Regions from separate parts of the Mus musculus genome. Here regions 2 and 3 are each linked to region 1. Evidence: chromatin contacts called from public Hi-C and HiChIP or PLAC-seq data. All regions are on one chromosome and are shown on one strand. Each heading gives the region's core, a stretch centred on a gene start, on an enhancer-like site or on the middle of the called end of the contact. The rest is flanking DNA. Distances are from core to core; before and after follow the strand shown. Region 1 overlaps Cnih3 (cornichon family AMPA receptor auxiliary protein 3). Region 2 has its middle 6.3 kb from the start of Gm39717. Region 3 overlaps Cnih3 (cornichon family AMPA receptor auxiliary protein 3).

Evidence for each region. HiChIP or PLAC-seq counts read pairs in DNA pulled down with a chosen protein or histone mark. Hi-C and Micro-C count contacts between places; a contact is called where the count stands out from the background.
Region 2: a contact with region 1 is called in a Hi-C map of the MNK3 cell line, with 4 times the contacts expected there. The contact joins two enhancer-like sites. A contact is called at or near these places in 17 of 484 Hi-C or Micro-C datasets (the AML12 cell line, the CH12 cell line, ECoMG myeloid progenitors and 10 more).
Region 3: a contact with region 1 is called in a CTCF HiChIP or PLAC-seq map of CD8 T cells, with 5 read pairs. The contact joins two enhancer-like sites. A contact is called at or near these places in 1 of 15 datasets of contacts at CTCF or cohesin (CD8 T cells), 5 of 484 Hi-C or Micro-C datasets (B cells, brown adipocytes, cerebral cortex and 1 more) and 1 of 9 other capture datasets (liver).

What each region holds. Positions count from the first base shown.
Region 1 is chr1:181,370,513-181,375,319 of GRCm38.p6, forward strand. All of the region lies in intron 1 of Cnih3 (cornichon family AMPA receptor auxiliary protein 3), which reads left to right. Among named protein-coding and RNA genes, the nearest start is that of Cnih3, 20 kb to the left of the region's middle. Within about 2 kb of position 2,394, at least 41 of the 459 cell types and tissues checked have an H3K27ac peak or open chromatin away from gene starts, as enhancers often do. A contact at or near this core is called in CD8 T cells and the MNK3 cell line, where this site is marked.
Region 2 is chr1:181,297,476-181,302,282 of GRCm38.p6, forward strand. No RefSeq gene overlaps it. Among named protein-coding and RNA genes, the nearest start is that of Gm39717, 6.3 kb to the left of the region's middle. Within about 2 kb of position 2,381, at least 19 of the 459 cell types and tissues checked have an H3K27ac peak or open chromatin away from gene starts, as enhancers often do. A contact at or near this core is called in the MNK3 cell line, where this site is marked.
Region 3 is chr1:181,445,559-181,450,365 of GRCm38.p6, forward strand. It overlaps Cnih3 (cornichon family AMPA receptor auxiliary protein 3), which reads left to right. Exons shown (of 6, transcript NM_001160211.1): 4 at 4,412-4,524. Among named protein-coding and RNA genes, the nearest start is that of Ccdc121, 63 kb to the right of the region's middle. Within about 2 kb of position 1,828, at least 63 of the 459 cell types and tissues checked have an H3K27ac peak or open chromatin away from gene starts, as enhancers often do. A contact at or near this core is called in CD8 T cells, where this site is marked.

The sequences.
Region 1 (4,807 bases), core at 1,144-3,643:
GGCCAGCAGCACATATGTGCTGACTGGAGAAAAGTCTGGTGTTTGGTCCTGACACGCTTTTCTCTCATTGGTTGGCAGTTTTAGACATAAAGTCGTGGCCTAGAAAGGGGCCAGCAGCTGACAGGCTGTGTGCTCTCAACAACCCCACCCCCCAACCTCAGGCAGCCCCCACACCCCCCGAGTCTGCATCTCCTTGTGTGTTAGGTTACAGGGTCTGGAGGAGGAGACCAGAGACCCCCCCCCCTCCAGTTCTGGGTCCTGTCCTTCTACCTCTTGCTGTCATCATCTTTTCTGTTTTCTTACTCAGTTTTTCTGGTCCCTCTTACAGTTCTGTGAAGGGGTATATCATTAAGGTTCTTGGAAATCAGTCTAAAGAGGGATTTCTGGAAAGGAACTGGTACTCATTGAATGGAGGGAAACAATCTAGAGAGCCAGCTTTACAGTGAGGAATGACCAGCCTTTGCCTCTCTCTCTCTCTCTCTTCCTCCCTTCCCTCCTTCTCTCCCTCCCCCCCCCTCTGTCTCTCCATCTCTCCAACTCTGTCTCTCTCTCCCTCAGATCATATACATGGTTAGTTTTGGCTAAGTATGACAGCGTTTCAGGCACAGTCGAAGGACCCGGAACACTGTCCCTCTAGGATGGTGCTAAGGAAGAGGGAACAGAGAGAATTCCGCAGAGTTCAGACCATAGGAAAATGCTTGCAAGTGTGGGTGACCAGAAATGCCAACATTCACTGCCTGGTCACTAGCTCTTGTCTTTTAGCTTCTCAACTTACTCAAGAAAACCAAGCATCTCTCTAAAACCAGAGCTGCTATCTTGTTGTCACAGATCCTTGAATGTCTTGCCTTCCTGTGAGCTGGGGGCAAAGACCTTTAGCTCCATTTTCAGCTTGATGAGGCCGTCTGTGGTCTGGCTAGCAGGACTGAGTCACTGGGCTGACAGCTCTGAATGTGTTCCACCCCCAGGTGATGACTGTCCACCAGCCTTTAGCAAAGGGCCTGCCTTCTCATCACCAGCACTTCTGAGGCCCTGGAGGCAGCAGCGTGCTTTTATATCAGGCATGGGCATCGTTCCCCACCCCTGCAGCTCCACAACGGTACCTGAGCAAAGCACCAAGCTACCTAGACAGAAGGAACAGCTGTAAGTGCGAATCAAGAGTAAGAAAAAAAGAGTCCCCAAGCTTAGGGAGACCGGCTTAACATAAGGAACTGAGTCCGATCCCCACATCATACATAAAGAAGCTAGGTATGGTGGCAAATGCTTGCAACCCCAGAGCAGCAGAGGCAGAGGCAAGCAGATCCCTCGAGCGTGTTCACCAGCCAGCCTAGCCTAGTTGGTGAGCCCCAGGCTAGGGAGAGACCCTGTTTCAAAAGCTTTGGATGGTGCCTGGGCAATGGCCCCTGAGGTTGATGTCCTCCACACTCCTCTGCACACACTGAATGATTCTTCCTTTTACAATGCTGCTGACCCACCATGACCCCATGAACCTGTGCTCAGAAGTCCCCTGCTACACCCAGCCAGCCAGGCAGGACCCCTTCAGCCCTGTCTGTGTCACTCCATATGACCCTCACATCTCTACCAGCCTCCTGGTTTGTAGGATTGCAGAACTGGCAACTTTTACCATAGTACATGGTTTGGCTCTGTGAATGGGAGGTGGCATGGTTTGCCTCTTTTTCTTCCTTCTTTCTTTCTTTCTTTCTTTCTTTCTTTCTTTCTCTCTCTCTCTCTCTCTCTCTCTCTCTCTCTCTCTCTCTCTCTCTTTCTTTCTTTCTTTTTTTGAGACAGGGTTTCTCTGTGTAGCCCTGGCTGTCCTGACACTCACTCTGTAGACCAGGCTGGCCTCAAACTCAGAAATCCGCCTGCTTCTGCCTCCCAAGTGCTAGGATTAAAGGCGTGCACCACCACTGCCCAGCGATGGTTTGCCTCTTAAGGGAAGCTGCGATACTGTGCCTCAGAGCTGTGGGCTGCCTGGCTCTTCTGATAAAAGCAGTTCTGCTCACCATTCTGGGATGGTTACACAGGGGTCAGAGGAAGTAAAAGCCACAAGGGAAATGGCTGTGGCTGTAGCATGCCAATTAGAAGTAAGTTCTGCGAGGAAGATGGTGAATGCAGGGTCTAGGATCTGTGTTGATCCAGATGCCATGGGATAGCCCTGCTGGCTGTTCACACACATGTGTGCCCCACCAAAGCCGTGTGAAAAGCTTAGCTGCTGACTGATCCACTCCCTCGTTTAAAAATGCCCTTCTTCTATTAACACACTAATCACCACATTTGTGCAAGAGGAAAAATACAACCAGCTGGGTAGCCCTCCAAACCTCAGGGCAATGAGAGGGCTTGGGCCAGGAGCAGTGTGACCGCCCTGCTGCTGGCAGTGCTTGCTCTTCGTCCTGGCTGACAGTGCTGTCCGTGGTGGGCATGAGTAGGGGTGAGGGAGTTTCTTGTCCGATGTTCTGAATCTAGACTCCTAGAACCATTTGGAACTGAGAGTCCTTTAACCTCAGTGGCAAGGTGACATGGCTGAGGCCATAGCTGTGGGAAGCAAATGCAGATGGAGCTCTTAGTCCTCCGTGTACTAGACGTGTGTTCTGTAAGCACTTTATAGCAACGTACGGCAAGAATACGGTGGACAGCAACAATCAAATTATGGACCCATGAAGGGGGGCAGTTTTGGTGGAAGAAGCTCAGGCAGTCCCTATGGTGGTGGCTATGGATCTGGAGGTGGACGTGGTGGACATGGTAGCAGAAGGTTTTAAAATAAAACAGAAACGGCTACAGTTCTTAGCAGGAGAGAGAGCGAGGCGTTGTCAGGAAAGCTGCAGGTTACTTTGAGACAGTCGTCCCAAATGCATTAGAGGAACTGTAAAACTCTGCCACAGAAGGAACGATGATCCATAGTCAGAAAAGTTACTGCAGCTTAAACAGGAAACCCTTCTTGTTCAGGACTGTCATAACCACGGTTTGCAAAAAGTACAGCTATTGATTAATGCAATGTAGTGTCAATCAGATGCATATCCCTGAGGTTTTATCTGTTGTAGCTTTTTCTTTTTCTTTTTCTTTTCATTACATCAGGTATATTGCCCTGTAAATTGTGTAGTGGTACCAGGAATAAAAAATTAAGGAATTTTTAACTTTTCAAAAAAAAAAAAAAAAGAATATGGATGCTGTGGCCTTGGTCCTTTCAGTTGTGTGTGCCAAGAAGTCACAACTGGACTTGGTGACTTAGCTTGTTTTCAGATGGGATAAAGAGTAATGTGTTAATTAAATAAGAAGTACCTAGTGGTAATTCCAGAACTCAGGAGTATGATAAGTTCAAGGCTAGACTGAACTACAGAGCACAAGCCTCTCTCAAAACCAAAACCAACTAACCAAACAAAAACGAAAACAGAAATCAAAGTAGCAAGAGGGGCTGGAGAGATGGCTCTGTGGGTACAGAGCTTGCCATATAAACATTAGGAACTGAGCTCAGATCCTCAGAATCCATGCAAAAGTCCACATCTGTAATCTCAGCGATGGGAAGAAGACACGGATGGAGCTTAAAGATCACTGGGAAGCCAGTCTACCAGTCTTGCTGGTGAGCCCCAGCTTCCGTGAGAGACCCTGTCTCAGAACAGGGTGGAGAGTGGTAAAGGACACTCAACATGGATCTCTAGTCTAGACACACACCCACAAATGCACGCACACACGTGCATGCATACACACATGCACATGCACAGACACAGAGAATTATATAATTAATATTAAGCTAATCCCCATATTTTAAATATCACACAGTCCTGAGGAAATTATTGGGGGGGGTCTTGACTATTTTATGTATATATTATCTATCATCTCTCTCTTTTTTTAAAAAAGATTTATTTATTTATTATATGTAAGTACACTGTAGCTGACTTCAGACACCCCAGAAGGCATCAGATCTCATTACGAATGGTTGTGAGCCACCATGTGGTTGCTGGGATTTGAACTCAGGACCTTCGGAAGAGTCAGTGCTCTTAACTGCTGACCCAACTCTCCAGCCCTATCTATCATTCTCTTGATCTACCAATCAGTCTATTAACAAGTCTATCCTACTTTATATCACCTACTTATCATCCACCCATCTTTCTGTCATCTATCATCCATTTATCTTTACCTGTCTATCTACGTAGGCACTTACTTAGTATCCATCCCTAGGAGATGATCCTCTCCCCGTAGGAGCAGGCTTCCATCTGAGAGGCAGGCATATGATCACAAACCCTAACCCAGAGTTATACTGCACCCGGGAGCCTAGCTCAGAGCCACTCCCAACAAACAGCCCCTCCCTGGCTTGCCATTTCTTTAATTATCAAGCAAGACAAGCTGCTCGCTCGCCTCTGTTCTCCATGCTGAGTTGGTTATCACCTCCTCCTCCTCCTCTGCTTTGACAGTCTTTGTGTAAGGTGTGAAGGCCATGTATTTACAGGAGTGGGTTATCCGGTCACTATAAGCCACTGTGGGAGCCATGCCCTTTCTCCCTTCGGTGGTGTTATTGCTTCTGTACAGTCTTGTAGGCCACAAGGCCAGGCCAGGTTATGACTGGGTGTCCCCAAGTGGTGACTGAGGTCTTATTGCGTGAATTGTCTGCTTACCACCACCACCGTCTCAGCCAATAGGGACAGAGCAATGTGATGCTGGCAGTCTCTCAGGCTCCTTCCTCCTCTCTGCCATTCCAGCATCTGCCCTCTGTGTCCCTCCAGCTATCCCCACTTTGCCAGTGGCATCTGCCACTCTTGCCTGCAGAGCCACATTTGCTTCTCAGATGGGGTAAGGAAGAAGTAGAAATTAAGCAGTA
Region 2 (4,807 bases), core at 1,131-3,630, 73 kb before region 1:
GCCTCACAGGTCTCAGGGATAAGATAGTTGGGTTTTGTATTGAAATATATGGATGTGGTGGCCATGGGCTCCGGAGTATGGAGAAACTGTGTCAGCACCAATGTGGATCGGGTGCCATTTTCCAGACAGAATACTGCAAGCCCAGAATCCACAAGTGTGACCCATCTGCTTCTTATCATCCCACAGCTGCACCAGAGGAACTGATGTTCTGGGTACTGACAGGGATTGAATCCATAGTGATCAAGCCCTAAAGGACTTTTCTTCTTTCGAAATCTCTTCCTATCCCAAGAGTCAATGTCAGGTACACTGGTATATACTGATCAGTGGTAGCCATCTTGCCTGGAAGAGTCAGCCAGCTCAGAATCACCAGGCACTTACAGATTCCCAGTACCCAGTTAGAGCTTAGTCGTATCTTTCCAAAAGATACATTGCCCTCCTAACCTTCAAGGGGTCAGATAGGCCTTTAATGGCAAATAGGGCTTTTGTAGATATAGCCACGTTATGATAAGGCCATTATGTACCCCCTAATTCAGAATGAATGATATTCTCATTAGAGGCAGACATGGGCATAGGCTCAGAGGAGTGGGAGTTGGGGCACATGTGAAGCAGAGACACCCAGGAGAGTGCTGTGAGATTACAGAAGTTGACAGTAAGGTCTGGCCATGGCCAGGAGTACTCAAGATTACCAGCAAACCTAGCAACAAAAGTGTGTTCTTACAGGGTCTGGAGGACTCCTTGTGACACCGTGATTTCAGACACCGGCCACCAGAGACACCACTAGGTTGTGGACAGGGGTAAGGGAACTATAAGGAGTGGAGATGGATGGCTATTGCCAACCAAGTCGTTACAGCTAACTCTGTAGGGTGAACAGGCGACCAGCAGTTTCCAGACCTTGAAGAGTCTGTGATAGCTGCGGGAGTTGGCAGCTGTTGCCAGAATTCCTTCTCTGCAGAGTGTAAATAAACATTTATCCCCTCCTCATAGGCCCCTAGGTATGATTCCATCAAAGCTTTACTTAGTGAACCAGTGACTTCAGCTGATGGGTTATAAGGAGTGTGGGGGACCCCCACACCCCCTGCCAAAGCAGGGGCACTAGGAAGTCTCACTCAGAGTGGGAAGATGGCTTCTCAGAGCTGCATGGATGGACACGCCTGTCTCCCACTTTCCTCTAGTTAATCTTCCCTAGTGTGTGTGTACTCTAGCACCTCTAGAAGCCACAGGCAATTAGGGCAAAATTGCACACAAACGTCTGGGTGGTCACAGGAATCCTAGATGAGGGTGCAGTGAAGCTCCGCACCCGTTCCTCCTCTATAGCAACAAGCAGCAGGCCTCGTGAGATAGTCTCTTGCAAGCAGGCACAGCTGATTTGCTGAAGACGGTGGCTGTTTTGTTCAGAAGATCTCATTCTACAGGAGCTGAGCCTTCTGTGGGGACAGGTGACCTTTCACTTGCAGAAAGGGACAGAGGGAACCAGAGGCCACATAGCTGGCTCCTTTCTCTGCTGACTGAGTCCTCCATCCATGCCTTTGAGCTTGCCTACGCACTGTGTTGATGTTGCTGCTGCTCCTGTTAGCTCTCCAGGATTATCTCCACAACTTGTTGCCGTACAAGATCCCCAACACATTCTTTTCGCTGTCTCATGACCGTCTGATAATGGCCAGAGGGCTTCGACTTCTCAAAACTTCTGCCCACAGTTTCTGGTTCTCTTCCTGGCCTTGGCCTGAAGGCTCTCTAGGACTTGGCCCTGAACACCTTTCACCTTTCTCATGCACAGTGCCTGTCTCTGTTCCCACACTCACCACATCCTCCCCTGACCATGCCATTTCGACTTCTGTGGTTTTGCCGATGCCCTGTATAATCCACCGGCAGTCCAGCCCACCCCTTCCTGTAGCTTCTCTACTGCAGTGTTTCTTCTCCTTCTGCTCAGAACTCCAGTCAATTGCCTTCCAGACTGTGAGTTCCATAAGGGCAACCGCTGGATTCCGTCCACCCCTGTGACCCAGCAGCCTCCACCACACAGGGTTCCATTCGTAGTAGCCTCTTGATGGATGCCCGCAAATGAGCGGATACTATCCATGTCACACAGTGTGGGTAATTGGAGCTTGGCTGTGAAGTCTGTGGCAAGAGTTCTAGATCGTCTGATCTTTTCCACAGCCACAAGTTCAAACCAAGGTGATGCCGAGGCTGGGGATGCAGTCTGCGGGAAGTCTGACCAGAAATACACCGTCTCTCCTTCCCTTTTGTGCCTGTGATTTTGTTTCATGATCTCGAGTTGAAATTTTCTCTTGGAAACTTGAAACATAACCAAAATAGCTCCTACTGTGTCACCCAGTAATAAAGCGTTCCGAGCCCTTCATTTCCCTGCAAACATCTCCCTTGAAAATCAACTCTGCTACAAAGTGGGGCTAATTCAGCTGCCACCCATGCGGATGCAGTTGTGAGCAGGAGTTTAAAAGGGACATTTTTAGCTTCTCCAAAGTGTCAACAAGCTAAGAGTTTCATTCATGTAAAAAATGTAAATAAATGCAGCTGTATCTAAGTGGCCGTGTGGACACAGCCGTGCTAAGCTAAGTGGCCATGTGGACAGTAAGCCTGACACAGCCGTGCTAAGCTAAGACACCGGGAGGGGGTGGGCACACCCTGACCGAAGCACCCAGCTTGGAGGGGAGTGAAGGAGCACTAATAAATATATATATTTAGAAAACTCATGTGGTAAAACTTGTACCCACAGCTCAAGTTTGTTTGTTTGTTTGTTTGTTTGTTTGTTTGTGTTTGTTTTTGTTTTTCTACTGTGAGAGCTAGCAGAATTCATAACGATTGCTTAAGAAAAACAAAGAACTGGCTGCTCACCAAAACCAATGGAATATTGACAACAGGAAGTTCATACATATAGAACTTGCACGTTCCCACTCTCTATCTCTGAGCTCAAAATAATGAAATAGTCTCAAGTTCCTCGCTGGGATCCTTCATTCACTGTATTAGAAGAGTCCTCCAGAGTAATGGAACTTATACAATGAGTCTCTATATATAGAAAGGGGATTTATTAGAATGGCAGGCTGTGGTCTAGCTAATCCACGTATGGCTGGTTATGAATGGGAAGTCTAAGAATCCAACAGTTGTTCAGTCCACCCAGCTGGATGTCTCAGCTAGGCTTTAGTATGCACCGGAATCCCAAAGAGGTAGGCTCTAACGCCAGCGAAAGACTGGACTTGCTAGCAAGGCAAGGGCAAGCAGGCACAGAGCAAAATTTTCTTCTTCTTAAAATAGGCTCCCAGCAGGAGGTGTGGTTCAGATTAAAGGCTTGTCTCTCTGCCTCTAGATCCAGATTAAAGCCTGCCTTTTTCCCCCCCATTTCAGAGGATCTGGATTAGAGATGTGTCTTCCTACCTCAAAGATTCCATTAAGCTAAAATCCCTCACAGGTGTGCCCTCCTTTTTTTTTGGATTTTAGTTCCAGATATAGTCAAGTTGACAACCAAGAATAGCCTTCACATTAAGTTAAACGGTGTTCGAGTTTCAAAAACTAGATTGCCAGAAATCAGCTTTAAAGTCTGTTTGAAGATAGAATGTAGTTTTTCATTAACATGTCATTGAGCTAAAAAAAAAAGCCAAGTCTGATGATCTGAGGTCCAGCCCTGGGGCCATCGGATAGAAAGAGAGAACCAATTCCTGCGAGTTGTCGTCCGATCTCTGTGGGAACAGGACTGGGGGCGGGGGGGGGGGGGGAGGCAACAGAGTCCTGGGATGAATCCCAGGAAACCCTACTCCGGAGACCAGCATCAGGGCGCCGATCTGAATTTTTTGCGCAGCCCATAAGCCTACCTACAGTGTTTGAGCCAATCCTCATCTCTTAAACCCTTGTATTTTGCCACATCTTTGCCATCCTCCAACGCAAGCCCTGCCTAATGAGGTTACTCAGAAGAAGTGGGGGGCGGGGGGTTGTGAAGTCAGGGGAGGCAGCCACCACCCTGGCCTCAAGTCCTTTTTTGCTGTTTCACCAGTGTTCTGGGAGCCATCTTAGACCTAATGCCATATAGACTCTTTGAGGAGTCACAGAAGTCTGTGGTGCCTGGCTCTCCATCTCACGTTTCCTTCACACATTGACTTCTACACCCCCCACAGATCTCCATGCGTACCCTTACCTCAATAAATAAGCAAACGAGCAAGCAAGCAAGCAAATAAATAAATTAATATATTTTTAAAATGTCATGTAGCCAGGTTCCTGAGCTAGCCCACTAAAGCCATTTACACTTAAAATATTGATAGCATATTGCATTTTTGTGAGAAAATATAGTAAGAGAACATTTTCATCGTTATATTTGTATTTATAGAAATAATTTAATGTCCTGTTGTTGATATTTATTAACAAAGGTTTTTCAATTTTACTGAATGATGGTGTCTGTGGAAAAGTAGATTTAATTAAAGGCTGAAACACACATGGGTACTGTGGTGGAAATTCTAAAGGGAAAATTTGGGCCTTTCCCAAGGCTTGCTAATATGTTATTATATGCTCCTGTTTTTTTTAATCTTTAATGACCAGTATATTCCAATTATATTTATATTCCAATCACATTTCCAAATATACGGTATCCTTTTCCTAATATGGACGAGTCATTGAATATAATACTTAATACTTACCATTCATAATTAAGGTCATTTTGGCTTTGGTTTGTAGTGGAAGAGAACGGGGATAGAAAGGAGGAGTATCTGTCCTGGAATAATTGAGCAAAAGTGAGTTGAGAGGAGAGAGGAAAATGGGCCTTAAAGGGGCAGCGTAAGACGACGAACATCCAGGATTGGCTGGACAC
Region 3 (4,807 bases), core at 578-3,077, 74 kb after region 1:
ATACAATATGTTTTAGTTGCTCGAGATGGCTAAAACCAAGTCCTTAATGCGTTCTTTAGTTACCAATAAGAATTTACATATTTTGATGGACAAAAAATAAATTTAATTTTAAAAATTCCTGGGAAAGCAAGGATGTGGGTGAATGCATGGTGGATGCCAGAGAAAGGAGACATGTCTCTGCTGGACAGGAGCCTGTCTTCTGGGACAGAGCTATGCTAGACAGTTCTTACACTAGCTTTGGGGGCAGCACAGGGGTGCTGGCCTGTAGGGGGCAGTAGAAATGGAAAACAAGAGTAGATCAAAGTGCCCTGTAGAAGTGACCATGTCAGATTTGTCTTGTTTCCAGGCTGGCTGATGAGAGAGAGGAAGCAGAGGTGCTCTTAGGACAAACTAGAGGCTCGGGAGAGGTCTGCAGGGACTGGGAGGAGGGGTGGGAGTGGAGTGAGGACTCAGGAATATCCAGATGGGAATATTTGCCAGCAAACAGAAACTGACTACTAGAATCTGGGCAGTAAGTCAGAAGTGTAATGAGCTTGGCAGGTACCCCAGTCCTACCTGGCATCAGGCCTGCCCTATACACTCTTAAATAAGTGGCCCATTTGGTGGCTTGTGAAAGGGCTACACAAAATAGTGAGTTCTTTGTTTTATTGTTGTTGGTTTTCTTTTTCTATCTTTGTGTGTGTGTGTAGTGTGGGTGTGTTTAATGTGTGCATGATAGAGGTGTAAGTGTATATATGTATGTGTATATACACGTGTATGAGCAAATGTGTGTGCACACATGCCCATGTGTATGTATGGGTATGTAGAGAGCAGAGGTTGATGGCAGAGATCTTCCCTTGGTCACTCTTCTTAGTCAGCCACGAAGCAGGGTCTTTCAATCAAATCTAGAGCTTGCCCTTTATAGCTGGTCTTGTAGGCTAGCTTGCTCTGAAGATCCTGTCTCCTCCCAATTACAGGTGGGACAACCATGCTTACCTGATATTTATGTGGGTTTCTGGGGATCCAAGCTCTAGTCCTTGTGTGTGTGTGTGTGTGTGTGTGTGTGTGTGTGTGTGCAGCAAGTGCTATAATCACCGAGCAGTCTCCTCACCCCCTCTGATTTTGCTAGTCTCATGGCATGCCAACTTTTCCATGCATATTTAGATTTATTCTTCCTTAACAGTGGTTCTGGCTTCATGACAAACCCTTCGGCTATTCTCAAGTTGGCAGGCATTGCTTGTTAGGTTTTGTTTTTTTTGGGACCAGTTCTCACCATGTAGCCTGTCCCCTTAGCCCAGGATCACAGGCATGTATGTGTAGGCTAGCCTGACTTTAACTGTCACCTTTTCAGAACCCCACAATGTCTATAGTGAGATCATTCTTACTATTTATAACTACAGAAAGCAGGATATGGGGTCTCAGACTGTGGTCTACATGAAGTGGTGTCTATTTATAACTCATTCAGTGAATCACGGGTATCGGTACCATTCAACAGCTCGGCCAGAGGAAACAGTGTCTGCCGGTGATAAGGGATGGAACTAGCCATGGGCATGCTCAGAGTTTCAATCTACCTTTCTATACTTCCTCTGGTAGGTTCAAGCGTGGGGCATATTTCTATAGCACTTATTCGGTCTGAGCTGGGAGCAACCCAGCTGACTACCCACCAGAATAAGCCTGATGCATGCTTGGTGGCCTTCCACCTGGTACTCAGCATCAGGAGCATGTCACACTAGCCTCGGTGGCTTATTAAACCAAGGTCCGGAAGGATGCTCAGGAGGATAGAGAGGGGAGAAGAACACAGCCTTGCTTTTCTCATTGATTTCTCATTCCGAGGCTCTGACTACATCAGACAAGATGGGCCAAAGTGTGTCATAGCAAGAAGGAACATGTGACTCTCAGTCGCTCAGAACAACAAACGTTTATGACTTGCTCTCACTCTGCCCATCGAAGGCTGCCGGGGTGGGGGGGTAGGGGTGGGAGAGAGCCCTCTGTCCTCACTGGTGGTGTCAGGATGATGAAGTATACCCGTTGTTATAACTGTTCTTTGTGATGTCAGAGGAAACAAAATAGGACTTTGGGGGCATTTCTTATTGGCTGTTAAGTGTTCCAGGCTTCTCATATAGTTTCCACTCATGGCCCCTGGGGCCCCTCCCAGCTGCTGGGATCGGGGATGTCTTATGTTGCAAAGGCCAAGTAGTGGAAAGGCACAGATGGTCTAGGGTGAGGCATGGTACGGGCCAGCGCGGGTAGCCTGGCTAAGCTCCATTTGGTCTGAGAGGAATAAGGTCCCTACATTGTCCACATCACTGTGAGTAACATGGGATGCCTGGAGCAAGAGGAGGGGCACAGGGGCATTGCAGCCACTTGAAGTCTCCTGGGGTTAGGAACAAGTCTGCTCAGGATTTTAGATACTGAGAGGCAGTGGGAAGACCCACACAGAACAGCAGGAGGGTTTCCCCCTCATCCCTAAAAGTCGAGCTGGCCTCTGTTAAGTGTTTTCCTTCACACAGGGGATGGTAATAGATCCTCCCTGTCAGTCACAGCTTCCATTATCCACCAAGTCCCAGAGAACAAGGAGCAGTGTGATGGATAGAGGGCATGAATTCTGAACTGTCATCATTCAGAGGTTTGGCGTTGGCACTGGAGACGGGGATGGAGCTGTACTAGATGATTCAGGCCTGTCGTCGCTGTCTCTGAGCATGTTAAGTACTTGGCATAAGTGCTTGGATGTGCATGGTGGAGTAGGGCTGGCGTGCTAGCTCTGAGAACGTGGGCTTGCTCTAGGCATGGTAGGTAGCCAGGGTACAGATGAAGCCGGCAAGCACAGCTTTGAGGTTCTCAAAGGAGGAATGACAGCACATGGCCTCTCTTACTACATGGTTGAGATTCATAGGTGCAGTGCCTGGTTTATCCACTGAAGTCATGACCCCGGAGGGTTGCCTCTTGTGCTCTGAGTCCATGCTGAGCCTGAGTTAACTTAAGGTTAAGGCAGCTTGTCCTTCACCAGATGCCGAGAACAAACACAACCCCTAGTTACAAAATGCATCTCTCACATGTATGCCTGTATATGTATTTATTTAAAATCTGTGAATATGTCCTTATCTTCTGCAGGGGCCTACTGGTCAGGTAGCTAGCTCATTTGCTTACAGTGAAAGAAAGCTAGTGTCATGTTCTATACCAAAGCGAGTTGGTCTGAAGCAGTTGCTCCCACCCATGGAAGTCTAGGGCTATGACTACAGACTCTATCTCACGGGCAATCTAGCCATGCTACAGACGTATGTGGTTGGTCAGAACAGTACATTTGGTCACATGTAGGCTGTGGGGGTGGCCTCTATGAGCAGGTCAGAAAGCTTGCTATGTAGGGTAGGTGAGATAGCTCAGTGCTCTTAAGTTTGATAGCCAGAGTTCTAGCCTTGGGACCCACATAGTAGAAGGAGAGAATTGTTTCCCACAAATTGTCTTCTGACCTTCAAACATGTATGCAGGCACACATGCATTTACATACATGTTCACGTGTGTACACACACACACATACATACACACAAATGTTGGTTTTTTTTTCTTTTTGGTCTACAGTCAGTGACTTAAAACTTAAGTATTTTTTAATGTAAATTTATAAAAAGGAATCAGGTATGGGCTGAGGGTTGCTGGGGAGGATAGCCGTGATTCCTTTAGAATGGCCCCTGAAAGACACAGTTTGTTGGATCAGAGCAATCACGATGGTCAAAGTGAGATGTACAGGCCATACATACACGTGTGTGTGTGTGTGTGTGTGTGTGTGTGTGTGTGTGTGTGTGTGTGTGTGTGTGTGTGTGTGTGTGATTTCTGTCTACAAGAGTGTGCTTGCATACTTATAGCTTTCCTTACTGGAAAGGGTTGATTGTCTACCTTCTAGTCATCTTTAGTTTTCAGTTTTCATTTATACCACATGTGCCTACCCAGGAGGGGTGTCTGTCTTCTTCCATCTGTCCCCCTGCATCTCCCTGGGGAGTCTGAGCTCACCTTCTCCCTTCTCACAGAGGCCACCTCTTTTCACTATTGCTCCTTGGCATTTCTCTTGTGCTCGTCTTGATTAGCCTATCACCAGCCTTTCTGTTTTCCTGACCTTCTTGTATTATAAACAAACACACCTATTAGCTAGCGGAGGGCACAGAGGAGCCAGCAACACAGCACAAACAGATGGAAGGTGACACAGGACACTACTAGTTTCTTCAGACAATCCAGATGCTAGGCAACCTCCTCCCCTTTTCCCAGGCCTGGACAGAGGGCCTGTGTCTACTCTGGGTTGGGTCTAAAACATGGAGCACTTCCCAAAGTGATCAGTCACAGGGAAGTGACCATGCTGCAGGGAGCACCTCTGCATGGGGGACAGTGAGTGGGTGGAGCACTGCCTCCCTCTAACCGGGCCTGTGTGTCTCTGCTTCCTCTCCAGCTGGTGCTGCCCGAGTACTCTATCCACAGCCTCTTCTGCATCATGTTCCTGTGCGCTCAGGAGTGGCTCACCCTGGGACTCAATGTTCCTCTGCTTTTCTATCACTTCTGGAGGTAGGTCTGCCTGGGCCCCGCCCATCCTCCATCACCTCTGCACCCAATGACAGTGTGCCCACAGAGATCAGCCACCGGGTGCCTTCTTTTATCCCCTTGTAAAGAAACCGTGTTCTAGATACAACTGTGTTGTGATTACGAACTCTGACCAAAAGCAAGTAGACTTATGTAATACAGGTTATAGCTCATTATTGAGGGGCAGGAACTCACGTAGATGCTTGAAGGCAGAAACAATAGAGGACTTTCTGGCTTCCAGGCAGACTCATGTTTACCTAACTTTCTT